Regions from separate parts of the Pan troglodytes genome. Here region 1 is linked to region 2. A link is a contact called in public HiChIP or PLAC-seq data. All regions are on one chromosome and are shown on one strand. Each heading gives the region's core, a stretch centred on a gene start, on an enhancer-like site or on the middle of the called end of the contact. The rest is flanking DNA. Distances are from core to core; before and after follow the strand shown.

Region 1 (5,650 bases), core at 2,896-5,395, 660 kb before region 2:
ATAAAAAACTGGGGGTGGTGGGACTTCCCTGGAGCTGCGACCAGAGCGAGTGCGGCCCGTGCGGGGAGTGGCTGGCGCTGCAGGTCCCCGCGCTGCGGCGCGAAAGCGCTTTTTGGAGTTTCGATCTGGGAAGCTCCAGGAGGCCCAGGGGGCGCAGGCTTTCCGGGTAGGAGAGGTCGCTTGGCGCGTCCAAGGGGACCCCCAAGCCACCGGTAGGGACGCGGAGCGGCTGGAGCGGTCTCTGCTGGGCCGGGAGGCTGACGCTGTCCCAGGCCACCCTCCGCGCCACCAAGCTCCAGTCCCGGCCAGCCGCGCGTGCGGGGAGGTCAGGGAGGACTCTCCCAGGCGCCGGGCCGCGTCCCTGCCGCGATCTCCTTTTCTTCCTGGCGGTTTCGGGATGAGAAGGAGCGTTCGCGGAGGTAGGTAGGGGGTGGTGGTAGTGGGGAGGAGATGCAGAAATTTCGTGGGTGCCAAATTTTTCTTTAAAGTTATTTTTCAATTGAGATACTTTTAAAGGAAAAAAAAAATCCACAAATTTAGGATGTCAGTTTCAAAAAGTTTTTACGGAGGAGCAGCGTGGGGGCTGGGCGCAGAATTAGGGACGCCGTTGGCTGAACGGGGGCGTCTCTTCCATCCTGCCTGCCGCGCCCCTCTGCGCCCCTACCCAACCCTGCCATGTACACCCGCGCTCACATCCAAGCGCGCAAACCGACACTACTCACCCCCACCCCCGGCGACCCTGACAGTCCTGGGTTCCCAGGCATTGTCCTGGCGCGCCAGGGAAGTTGCCGTGCCCAGTCCCCTCACCTGGATCCGTACACTCCCGCCTCAGCGGCTTTCACTGTGTCCCCCACCTTTCACTTCATGTTCAAGGTTTCGCTGGCACAGGGGCTGCGGGCTAAGCTAATCCCGCGCCCCCCGGGTCGCCCTCACTCCGGGAGCAACAGGCGAGACAGTGAGGGCGGGGATTGCGCGAGAGCGAGCCCCTGGCCGTGACTGCAAGAGGGGACCTGTGCCTAAGGCCCCGAATCCCCGCCCCAGCCCTGGAATCCACCATTCACCTCTCCCTGGTCTCTCTCTCTTCATCCCAGCGGCCTCCCACCTCTGCTTCCCAGCCCGGAGCGGGTGGTGGGGTTTGACTGGAGCTTGGGGAAGCGGAGGAGGGACAGGAGGAGGGGGGGTCCTGGGCAGGGGGCGCACCCAGCAGCACGCTGGCCCGGCAGTAGGAGCCGCAGCTGGAGTGAGGGCGCCCCTCTGCCAAGGCGCGCCTCCCGCGGACCTCAGCTGCCTGGAGCGGGTGGGCAAGAGGCAAGGTTGCAGGTGCCGGAAGGGGGCCAGGGAGGAGTCAGGTGCGCAGTGGTGCCTGCAGCGGTCGGGAGCCAGGCTGTACCGGGTCCAAAGCCCCTCTCGCCCTCCACCTCACCCAACCCCCTCCACACACCGCCGGATACTCAGTTAAGTTAGACCGGCGGCTGCAGGGGCAGCTGCATCTGTTCGGTCTGTGTGTGCGCGCGCGGGAGCAAGAGAGGACCCCCTTGCCTCTCCCGCCGCTTTCCAGGATCCCGCGGCGCTCCGCTACCTCGCTCTTCTCCCGCAGCTAAGTTCCCCGTCCAGGTGGGTGCGTGCGGTTGTAGGAGCGCCCCGGGCACCGCCGCAGACCCTCTTCCTCCTCCATCCTCCTCTAGCGCCCCTGCCAGCCTAGGCTCCTTCCCGTCCCGCTTCCCAAGGTCACTACGGGGACGCGAGGGAGGGATTTGTGTTTAATTCCTGCCGCTATTCAGAGGGAAAAGAAAATAAAGGGACCAAAGGCAACCAGAAAGCAGTTTACCTCAAGCCTTTATTATTGTAGATTGAAAGAAGTTTATATACAGGAAATATTTCCAGCAAAACACTCACCAAATGGCCTTCGAATCAGGGGCCCTCCACCTCCCAGCCCCACAATCAGCAGCTCTGCCTAGGACTCCCCTCACTTGGGGACCTCAGGCTCTCCCCCCACCTCTCTTTCCCCGGACTCCATCACCCCAACGTCATTCCCCAGGAGTCTCCGCTTTTTCTCTCTCCCTGGGGCGCTGCGAACCTCGCCAATGCCTCTCAAGCTATCTTCCTCTGGTCCCAAAGCAGACACCCCAACTTCCCTCCCATTTAAGGTGGTTACCTCACGGAAACCCAGAGCACCCTCCCCCTCAAGGTTTAGGTGCTGCTTTGAGGCCCCTGCAATTCAGAACTAGCTCGTGGTCAAGACCAGTTAGAGATAGTTCGTCATCAGCAGTGGGGCTCCTGTGCACCCAAAACAAGCGGGGGAAACTACCCTGCCCACCCCCTCCCCATCCCCGACATCACTTCCCCTACCAGGGACAGGAAACAGACACAAAAGCAACAGGGAACCCCCTCTCCGCGCGCGACAGGTGGGTGCCAGGCAACTAGCTCAGCTGAGCTGAGAGTCTCCTGGAACCCAGCTGCGCTCAGGGCGCGCGGGCGTGGCCAAGGTCTCTGTGCAGTTGCGGGAAGCACCGGGCCAAAGCACTTGGCTGAGGGCACGCTGGGGAGGGGGTGTAAGAAAATGCTGTAGAGGCAAAGTCCTGGGGGCACACGGACAAGGGCAAGCCATATCCCGCGCTCAAAAGAGGATTTCCAGTGAGCCAGGCAGGTGTGAATGAGACAGTTACAGAAGCAGAGTCCCAGGGAGGTAGGGGAGATTGTTCATGTGGCTGAGGGTGCAGACTCAGTCTGAAATGGTGGCTCAGCACATCAGTGTCACTGGGGCCTCGCCAAGCGTGACTTGGTTTGAGGCGCTTGCACGTGGGCTTCGAAGGCTCGAAGGCCCAGCCCACCAAGTTCAGTCAATTGTCCGTTGGATGTTTACACCCTCCGGGGCCGAGCGCCGTGCAGTTGCTCATCATAGCGTTCCAACCAAGTGCGCAGCTCAGAGACCTGGTAGCCGTCGGGGCCACGGCCGCCCTGGTACATAATAGTGCCACTCTGGATGACATAGAGACGCTCGAAGTAGGCGCCATAGGCCGAGCTGCTGGAGTTGGCCATGGTGTCGAGGACCAGAGCACAGCCGGGTGCACCTTGCTGCAGTACCCTCGCTGCGCTGACCCGGTCCTCCAGGCTCCGGTGCTGTGGGATGATGTAGGGAGAGTCCGTGGTGACCCAGCCGTCGGAGGGGTGCGCTTCCTCGATGTAGATGATGAGGAAGTCGACGTCGCGCTGGTACTTGGTGACCAGGCGCTGGAAGGCGCTCATGCGCGCCATGAACGGTGGTCAGGTGCAGCTGCCGAAATTGAGAACCAGCGGGCGGTTCCCTTGCGCGTAGTCGAGGATGTGCTGGCTCTGGAAGCCGTCGGGCAGAACCACCTCGGAGTTGGGCGCCGGACCACCCTCGTGCGCCTGCTTGAAGAAATCCAACTTCTGGCCATGCCACACCGCCTTGAGCGACGCCAGGGTGCACAGGCGATTGTCGTCGGACACGCAGATGGGCGGGTCATCGGGGGGCACCTCCTCGCCTTCACTGTTGAGCTCCACTTCGGGCTCGGGCTGCCCCCGGCGGCGGCGGCCCAGGAAATGCTTGCGGATACACAAGAAATCGAGAAGCCAGAGCATGAAGGCCGTGCCGAGGAAGCGCGGGAAGAGCACGAGGCACGAGGCGGTCTGGGCGCAGAGCCTCAAGGAGTGAAGCAGCAGGGAGCGGAGCATGGTGGCTGCAGGCCCCGAAGCCCCCTGGGACCCCTCGCCCTCTCCGACCACCAACCGCGACGCGGCCTGGCGAGGCATCTGGGCTTCGGCAGTGCAGGGAGTTCAATTTATAGCGGAGGCTTCAATTGGCGGGAGACTCCACCTCCGACCCGGCCCGCCCCCTTGCAACTTGAGCCCGGAGGGATCACCCAGCAGCGCGGCCAATGCCCTAGAAATCTTGGGCTGAGGGCGGGCGCAGGCGGGCGGAGGGCGGAGCGGCCGGGCCTGGGGCCGGTGGGGGCGGGCCCGGGCCCCGCAGCCAGCTCTCGGGGGCGGGGGACTCCGGTAGCCGCTGCCGCTGGGGACCGGGAGCCCGACCAGGGACCTGGGCGTCCGCTGGGGAGGTCCTCCAGCTGGCGCGAGCGCTGCGCGCCGCCCTGGTCCCCGCCGCCTGGCTCCGGCCCGCGCCCCCCTCGCCGCGCACCTGAGCCGAGCTCCCCGGCGGCCGCCGAGCCGCGCCGGAGCTCCGGTTCGCTTCCCGCGCGCCGCCGCCAACGCCGCCCACGCCGCTGCCGCTCGTGCGGGGCCGCTGCCCAGGTGCCGCGGGAGGCCGGGTCCGCGGCCGCCGCTTCGGTGGCCCCGGCTCCAGCCCCACCGAGGACGCGGGCCAGCGAGGAGGCAACTTTGCGTTCCCGCCGCCTTCCTGGCTCGCCCGCGGGCGCCGCTCGCCTGCCGGAGCCCGCCCGCCCGCCTCCCGCGCGCGCTCACACTCGCGCCTCGCACACGGCCGCCCCCCGCACCGCCCCGCCACGCACACCGCGCTCCGCGCCCCCCGCCGCTGCCCGAGGCTGCCGCGCGCCGCCCCAGCCCGCGCCGCCCTGGCCGCGCCCGCCCCGTCCCATCTCGTTCCAGCGGGGCGCCGCGGTTCCTGGGTCAGCGGCCGCCGGGGCCCGGCTGAGAGGTGCGGAGGGCAGAGCCCGCGGGCGGGTTACCGCCGGGCGCCGGAGACCGGAGAGCTGGGGAAAGCGGCGCCGGCCCTGCGCCCCCAGCCGACCCGGGCGCGGGGCGCCACGGGCGTGGGGCGCGGGGCAGCGGGCGCGGGGCGGCGCCGGCCCCGGGCGGCTCTCCCACTAGGGGTAGCTGTTGCCTGAACGCCGGAGCGCTCCCCTCTCGCCGCTTGCCTCGCCCAGCGCAGCCCCGGCCGCTGGGCGCACCCGTCCCGTTCGTCCCCGGACGTTGCTCTCTACCCCGGGAACGTCGAGACTGGAGCGCCCGAACTGAGCCACCTTCGCGGACCCCGAGAGCGGCGGCGCGACTCACCGCGGAGGCGCCCGGACGCGTCAAGTGCGTACTTTCAACCGTAAATGGGTGCTGAGCGTTTAGGGGTGCGGGGCAACTCCCTAACTCGTGGGGCCCTGGCCGGCCCTGCCGCGGCGTCCGAGACCTTCTGATCCCTCGCTGCGCGCGGCGCGGGGTTGGCGACTTGGGCTCAGGGGCGGCGGGGCGGGGAGGTGCCTTGACCTAGGGACCCAGAGGCCGGGAGCAAGTCTCCTTTCGCCTTGGACTGCAGTGTCCCCCAGGGCAAGGACTGAACCAGGTCGCGAGGGTCTGTCTCCCGTCTGGGGAGCTGAACTGCCCGAGACACTGTCGCAGTCGCGGGGACTTGTCTGGAGCGGCGGGGTCTGAGCCCAAGTCCGAAGCCGCCGCTGCCGCCAGCGTCCCGTGCGCCTGCCGCCCCGGGACCAGCCGCGAAACTTCTTCTCGGGACGGAGACAGCGCTCGCCGCCCGGGCCGAGGTAGGAGCTGGCTGGGCTCGATAGAGCGCGGGCGAATCGCTTTCGGCAGCGAAGGAACGTGTCGGGAGAAGCCAACTGCAGGACCAGGGCCCCAGCGGGCGCGCAGAGACGCCTGCCTTGGGCGGAGGTCCCCCCCTCCGGTTTTCGTGGCTCTGGTAGGGCCCTCTGTCCCGTGAGCT
Region 2 (5,292 bases), core at 2,742-5,241:
TGATCATTACAAATAGAATACACTAGAGATATTACTTCGGAAATAAGCTTGGATTTGATTGGACGAGAAGTTCAGCTCACTGACAGATCAAGAGAGTGAGTCCAATATGAGACAACCCCAAGGCAGATTTCTTCAGACATGGTCATAGAGAAAAGGAAATAAACAGGTTGAGGAGATGAGTTTGGAAGGAAAGAAGACTCGAGTTCAAATCCTGGGTCTGCATTTCCTCCCTATACGATTTTGGGTAAGTCACTTACCACTCCTAAACTTTGGTTTCCTTTTCACTTAATTGAGAATAGAAACTGCTATCATGGAGGGTGGCTGTGATGATTTAGAGGAGATAAAATTATGCCAAGTGCCAGTGAAGGGCTGAATATGCGGTTGGGGCTTAGGGCTTAGTCATCCAGGAGAGCCAGTGGAAAGGCGGATGCCTGCTCTTCCTCAGTGCTGCGTGAAAGCAGCAGAGACGGAGAGTTGCCACTGAGCAGCTCCAGCACCACAGCTGGGACTTGGTCCCTGTAAGCTGGCATCCCACCTGTTGTCCCAGAGCCACCTGAGCCAGTCAGTGCGCTCAGAAGCAGAACAGAAGGCAGGAGCTTCACCAGCAAGCTCCATTCAGAGGGAACCTCTCTTCAAAGATCAAGTAAGCCTTTGATCTTGGTGGGAAATTGACTAGCCTCTCTCATTCCTCTCTCCTTCCACCACCTGTGCTTCAATTCACTCATCCATCTTACCAGCATTCGTGAGGTAGCCAGCCATCTCTCCATCTATGCATGTATCTTGATGTAGGCATCCATCCATCCATCAGACCTGACATCCATCCTTCCACCTCTCCATTTTGCAGAGGAATCACACAGACCTGAGTTGGAATCCTGGGTCTTGCTTCCTAGCCGACCTTGAGCAAGTCACTAACCTCTCAAAGTCCTCTAATCTGTAAAATGAAGGGAAATCAGATGTCGCTGGGGTGAGGATTTAAAGAGAGCGTAGACATACTAGTGTCTGGCCTCAGCAAAGTCATTAAATGTTCATTCCCTCTGCTTCTGCAATCTGGTTGGGATTTATGCAAGGAAATAAACCACCGCATCTTTTGCATGACATGTTGAGAAGTGCTTTTTAGAAATTATCTGCGATGTTTTAGTGGTGTGCATCTTCCGGTGGCACCCAGGGCTGGGCAGTGGCCAAAGCAGTTTGGGGTGGTGGTCCCCCCTGGACTCACAGTAGAGAGTGCCATCTAGTGGATAGGCACCTGCCGGGGTCCCCTGTTGGTCCCAGGTCACAACAGCTGAGGTCAGGCAGCTAAACGGCAAGCCAGGAGGTCCAGGCGAACCCAGCCCCCAGACTGTAGGCTGCCCTTTTTGGGATGTAGTGCATGTGCTGTTTTAACCACTCAGGGGACCTGGACTGCCAGGAGCCTTTTGTTTTATGGACAATAGCCAGCTATGTTTTGCCTGCCCCTGCCCAACTCCCCTTTAAACGTTTCTGGGAAAAAGAATCATTCTCGCAGCTACTGTTTGCTGAGTGTCTCTGACATATTAGACATGCGGCTGGGGCTTCAGGGGTTAATGTTCTAACCCTCTCAATGACCCAAGGAGAGACCCAGAACTTGCCCCATTTTCAGTGAGAACACTGAGGTTTGCTGAGGTTGAGTTTCTCATTTAAGGTCCAGGCAGATATTCAATCCCTAAATGTGTAGCCATACTTACCTTCTAGAGCCCCAGATCCCCTTGAAAGAGCAGGAGATAGTTTGAACACTGACTTGACCAAGCCAACTGTAAAAGAAATTTATGAGTCAATCAAGAATATTGGAATGCTACATAGATGGTGGATGATATTAAGGAAAGGCTATTAATTTTTTAACTTGTGATAATGGTATTGTGGTTTTATTTTTAAGAAACAAAAGCTTCTTATTTAGAGATACAAACTAAAAAATGCTCAGAGGAAACAGGATGGTGTCTGAAATTTGCTTCGAAATAGTCCAGGGGTAGGGGTTGGGCAGTGGGAGTAGAGGGACAGTTTAGGGTTTAGATGAAACAAGAGGGGCCAGGGTTTGATGGCAACTGTTTCCGGTTAATGGCAATATGAAAATTGAGTAAACAGTAAAAATATGTACTATTTTCTCTACTTTTGTGTTGTTTGCAATTTCCCATAATAAAGGGATTTTTAAATCAACAAGTGAAAATACAGTGCAGAAGATGAAGGGCTGGGGGTGAAGGGTGCCATTTAAAAGAACAGAGGGGCCTGGGGTATGAGAGAAATTTTCTGGAGTAGCAGGGAACTGATTCACAGGTGGCAAATGCCTCAAAGTGAAAAGGGAACTAGAGGGGCTGGATCCAGAGGGAAGAGAATCATTCCACGTTGAGTGGACGGAGGACGATGTACCAGGGTGCAGAGTGTTGCGGAACAGACACCCGCCAGCTGCCCAGAGACCCTCCTGCAGCCCCCAGCGCTCCTCTCCCCACTCTCCCTCCCAGTCCCTGCCTCCCCGAGCCCTCCAGCTCTCTCCCTGACCCCCAGGCCCTTCCCTGGCTGGAAAAGGGCCTGAGGGTACCACTCTTCAAGGCAGAGCGGCCACCTGATGAGCCCTTCCCTGGGACTCTGGTCCCAATTTGGTTACTGGGACAACGCTGTCTCCCATTAGACACGCTTTGAAGGAAGACCCTGGAGTGACCGGCTCAGTCATGCTGGGAAGGATTCAGCTGTCTAGCTTTCAAATGCCCTTTTTTTTTTTTTTTTTTTTTGGCTTTTTTATTTCTTTTGGAAAGATAAGAGTTGATGCTTTTACCCTAAAACTGTGTGCCAAGCCGCTCTGGCTATCCTCAGCCCCACTCTTCCCCTATCTCTGTAGCCCTCCTTTCCGTCCTTCATAGGCTGCAAGCTGACTGGCGCCCGACCCCAGGTCCACACCCACCTCCCTCTACCCCCTGGTCCATCCACCACTCCCGGCCTCCTCCCCTACTCTTCTCTTTCTGGCCCCGCTGCAGTCTCGGGCCCCTCGGCTTCCTGGGCGCCTGGCCACCACGCAGCGCCTGGAAGTGCTCCCTCCCTCATCTCTCATTCCCCACTTTGGAAAGCCGGCCACCGGACAGGACAGCTCCCGGGACAGCTCCCGCAGCCTGCTGCATTGCAGCGCAGCCGTCTGTGAGGGAGGGGCGCAACCTGCAGCCCCCGCCCCCCGCCCCGACCACCCCCGCCCAGCAGCCCCCAGCCCCGGCACGGCCGGCTCTGCGCCGCACGCATCTGTCGCAGTTAAAAGCGCCGCTGCCAGAGCAAAAGCGCCGGTCCCTCTTGACTGTCCCCCTCCTCACTTTTCGGGCTCAGAAATGTGGCCCAGGCAGCCCCCTTGTGGCACGTGGGGGCGCCACAGACTCTTGGCTGGTGTCTGAAGAATTCAGACTGTCTGATTCCACCGCACCGTGAGTTGGCACAAATCTTCGGTGGCCCAACTCCTACCCGATGCAGAACTCTGCTCAGCGGCCTCTCTGAGTGGGGGGCACCTCTCCCCTCCCCTCTCCCCGTCCACACCTCTCCCTTCTCCCTCCAGGAAGGAAGCGAAGGAACTCTCCTGTTGAATATTGCTCTGACAAGCAGACAGGTGTCTGGCAAACGTGATTGTGGTGGTGGGGGAAGGGGGGGCCAGGAAGGTGGTGGGAATGGGGGCTTTTCTCGAAATGACGTTTGGTTTCCATCTCTTATCTCACAGATGGGAAACCGAGGTGCGGGGAGGGCCATAGTCCCTGTCTGTGTCAGAGTCAAGGCTGGAGATCCTCCACCAAGTCCAGCCTGGGGCATTTCCCTGAGGTGCCGGGGCACCCTTAAGACGTGCCCCCTCTTCCCCCTCCCACTTGTCCAGCCCCAACCCCTCCAGATCTGGTTCTCCCCGTCCGGAAGCCCTGGAGGGCCCCTGGATGTTCTCCGTCCTCTCTAACTCACTGTCCACACAAACAAGCCCAGCCCCCTCCGTCTCTATCTGCAATCTACTTGCAGACAGGCAGGGCCCTCTCCACATCAGGTTAATAATGCCATTTTCATAAGCCTCTGCCCATAGGTGCTACCACCTAATTTTGAATCTGCCCTTCAAACGGATTGGGCCACAGAGGAGCTGGGATCTCAAGCACCGCTGGGAGGTGCTTATAACTAATCAATCCGTCCCCTGCCCACCCACACCCCCCCAGCACTCGGCACAGCCTCGCTGAGCAGCCTTCAGCAGCAGGGTGTGGTGGGGAGCCTCGGAGAGTCTGGGGTTCCATCCTGGCCCAGCCTCACACCAGCTGAGAGACGGTGAGTATAGGACTTTGCCTTTCTGTGCCTCAGTTTCCTCATCAATCTAATGGGGCTCATGAGACCAGTGTGCAGGGTTATTGCCCTGGTGAGTTCTTTGCAGACAGCCCAGTTCGGGACTTGGCTCCAAGACGGGGCTCCATAAATCTCCATGCCTGCACCCCCTCTTGATCACCTCAATTTCCAGTGTCTTATTCCCTGTTTGTTTCCCCCACCAGACCGACTGAGCTTCGAGGACAGGAAGCCACCGGCATCACTAAGCCACCGGCATCACTTCATCCCCAGCCTCACGCTTGGGACTGGGCCGGGGGAAGGTAGGTACACTGTGGTGGCTTGGAGAATGAGTGCATGGATGGATGTCTGTCCCATAGTCTATGGGATGCCCAGACCCCGCTGAGTTTCTCCTCCCCAGACCCCTGTCTAAGCTGGCCCTTCAAGGAAGCCGCCGGGAAAAACTGTTCCTTTATGCCTTCATGCTTTACCCCTCGTGCTGTTATATACAATGCAAATTCTCGGTCTATTAAATGCAGATGTGGGCTCTGCATGTCATTTATGCTGCCTGCTGCATCTACTGTGAGTTCCACAGGCCGGGGGCTGCCTCCGGCTGACTTGATTTGTGCGATTAAGCCAGCAGAGGGGACTCTGCCAGGAGAGGTTCCCGTTTGTATTGGGAGCAGGGTCTTGAAAGGCCAGGCTGTTTTCTCTCTTGCGACACTTGTTACATACCTCTCTCTCCCTCCCTGGGTCCCACCGTCTACTCCACAAGCATTTATGAAGTGTCTGATGTGTGCAAGCCTACACTTATCTCATTTAGTCCTCACTTCAAGCCAGTGACGGAGAAACTCTCATCTCCATTTCACAGGGGAAAAGCCGAGTCTGAAAAGTAAAGGGAATTGTCTCGCAGCTAGAGAGCAGGGAGTCAAGCCGGTCTGCCTGGCTCGGGAGCCCCCAGCCCTGCTGTGGCTGCCTACTGCTGCTGCTGCTGCTGCTACTGCAGGGCTGACCAGGGCTGGC

Evidence for each region. HiChIP or PLAC-seq counts read pairs in DNA pulled down with a chosen protein or histone mark.
Region 1: a contact with region 2 is called in an H3K4me3 HiChIP or PLAC-seq map of stem cell-derived excitatory neurons, with 17 times the contacts expected there. The contact joins the promoter of DIO3 here to the promoter of RTL1 in region 2. A contact is called at or near these places in 1 of 7 Hi-C or Micro-C datasets (stem cell-derived neural progenitor cells) and 1 of 1 datasets of contacts at active chromatin or transcription factors (stem cell-derived excitatory neurons).

The regions. Positions count from the first base shown.
Region 1 is chr15:99,574,982-99,580,631 of NHGRI_mPanTro3-v2.0_pri, reverse strand. DIO3 (iodothyronine deiodinase 3) reads right to left here and starts at 4,145. Exons shown (of 1, transcript XM_003314506.5): 1 at 1,818-4,145. The coding sequence starts at 3,774. The coding sequence ends at 2,860. MIR1247 (microRNA mir-1247) reads left to right here and starts at 4,849; the gene lies at 4,849-4,983. LOC129137012 (a long non-coding RNA gene) reads left to right here and starts at 4,764. Exons shown (of 3, transcript XR_008539161.2): 1 at 4,764-5,019; 2 at 5,246-5,471.
Region 2 is chr15:98,910,622-98,915,913 of NHGRI_mPanTro3-v2.0_pri, reverse strand. It overlaps RTL1 (retrotransposon Gag like 1), which reads left to right and starts at 3,991. Exons shown (of 3, transcript XM_520846.8): 1 at 3,991-4,592. LOC104002164 (a long non-coding RNA gene) reads right to left here. Exons shown (of 30, transcript XR_010151034.1): 3 at 1,704-1,769; 4 at 1-931.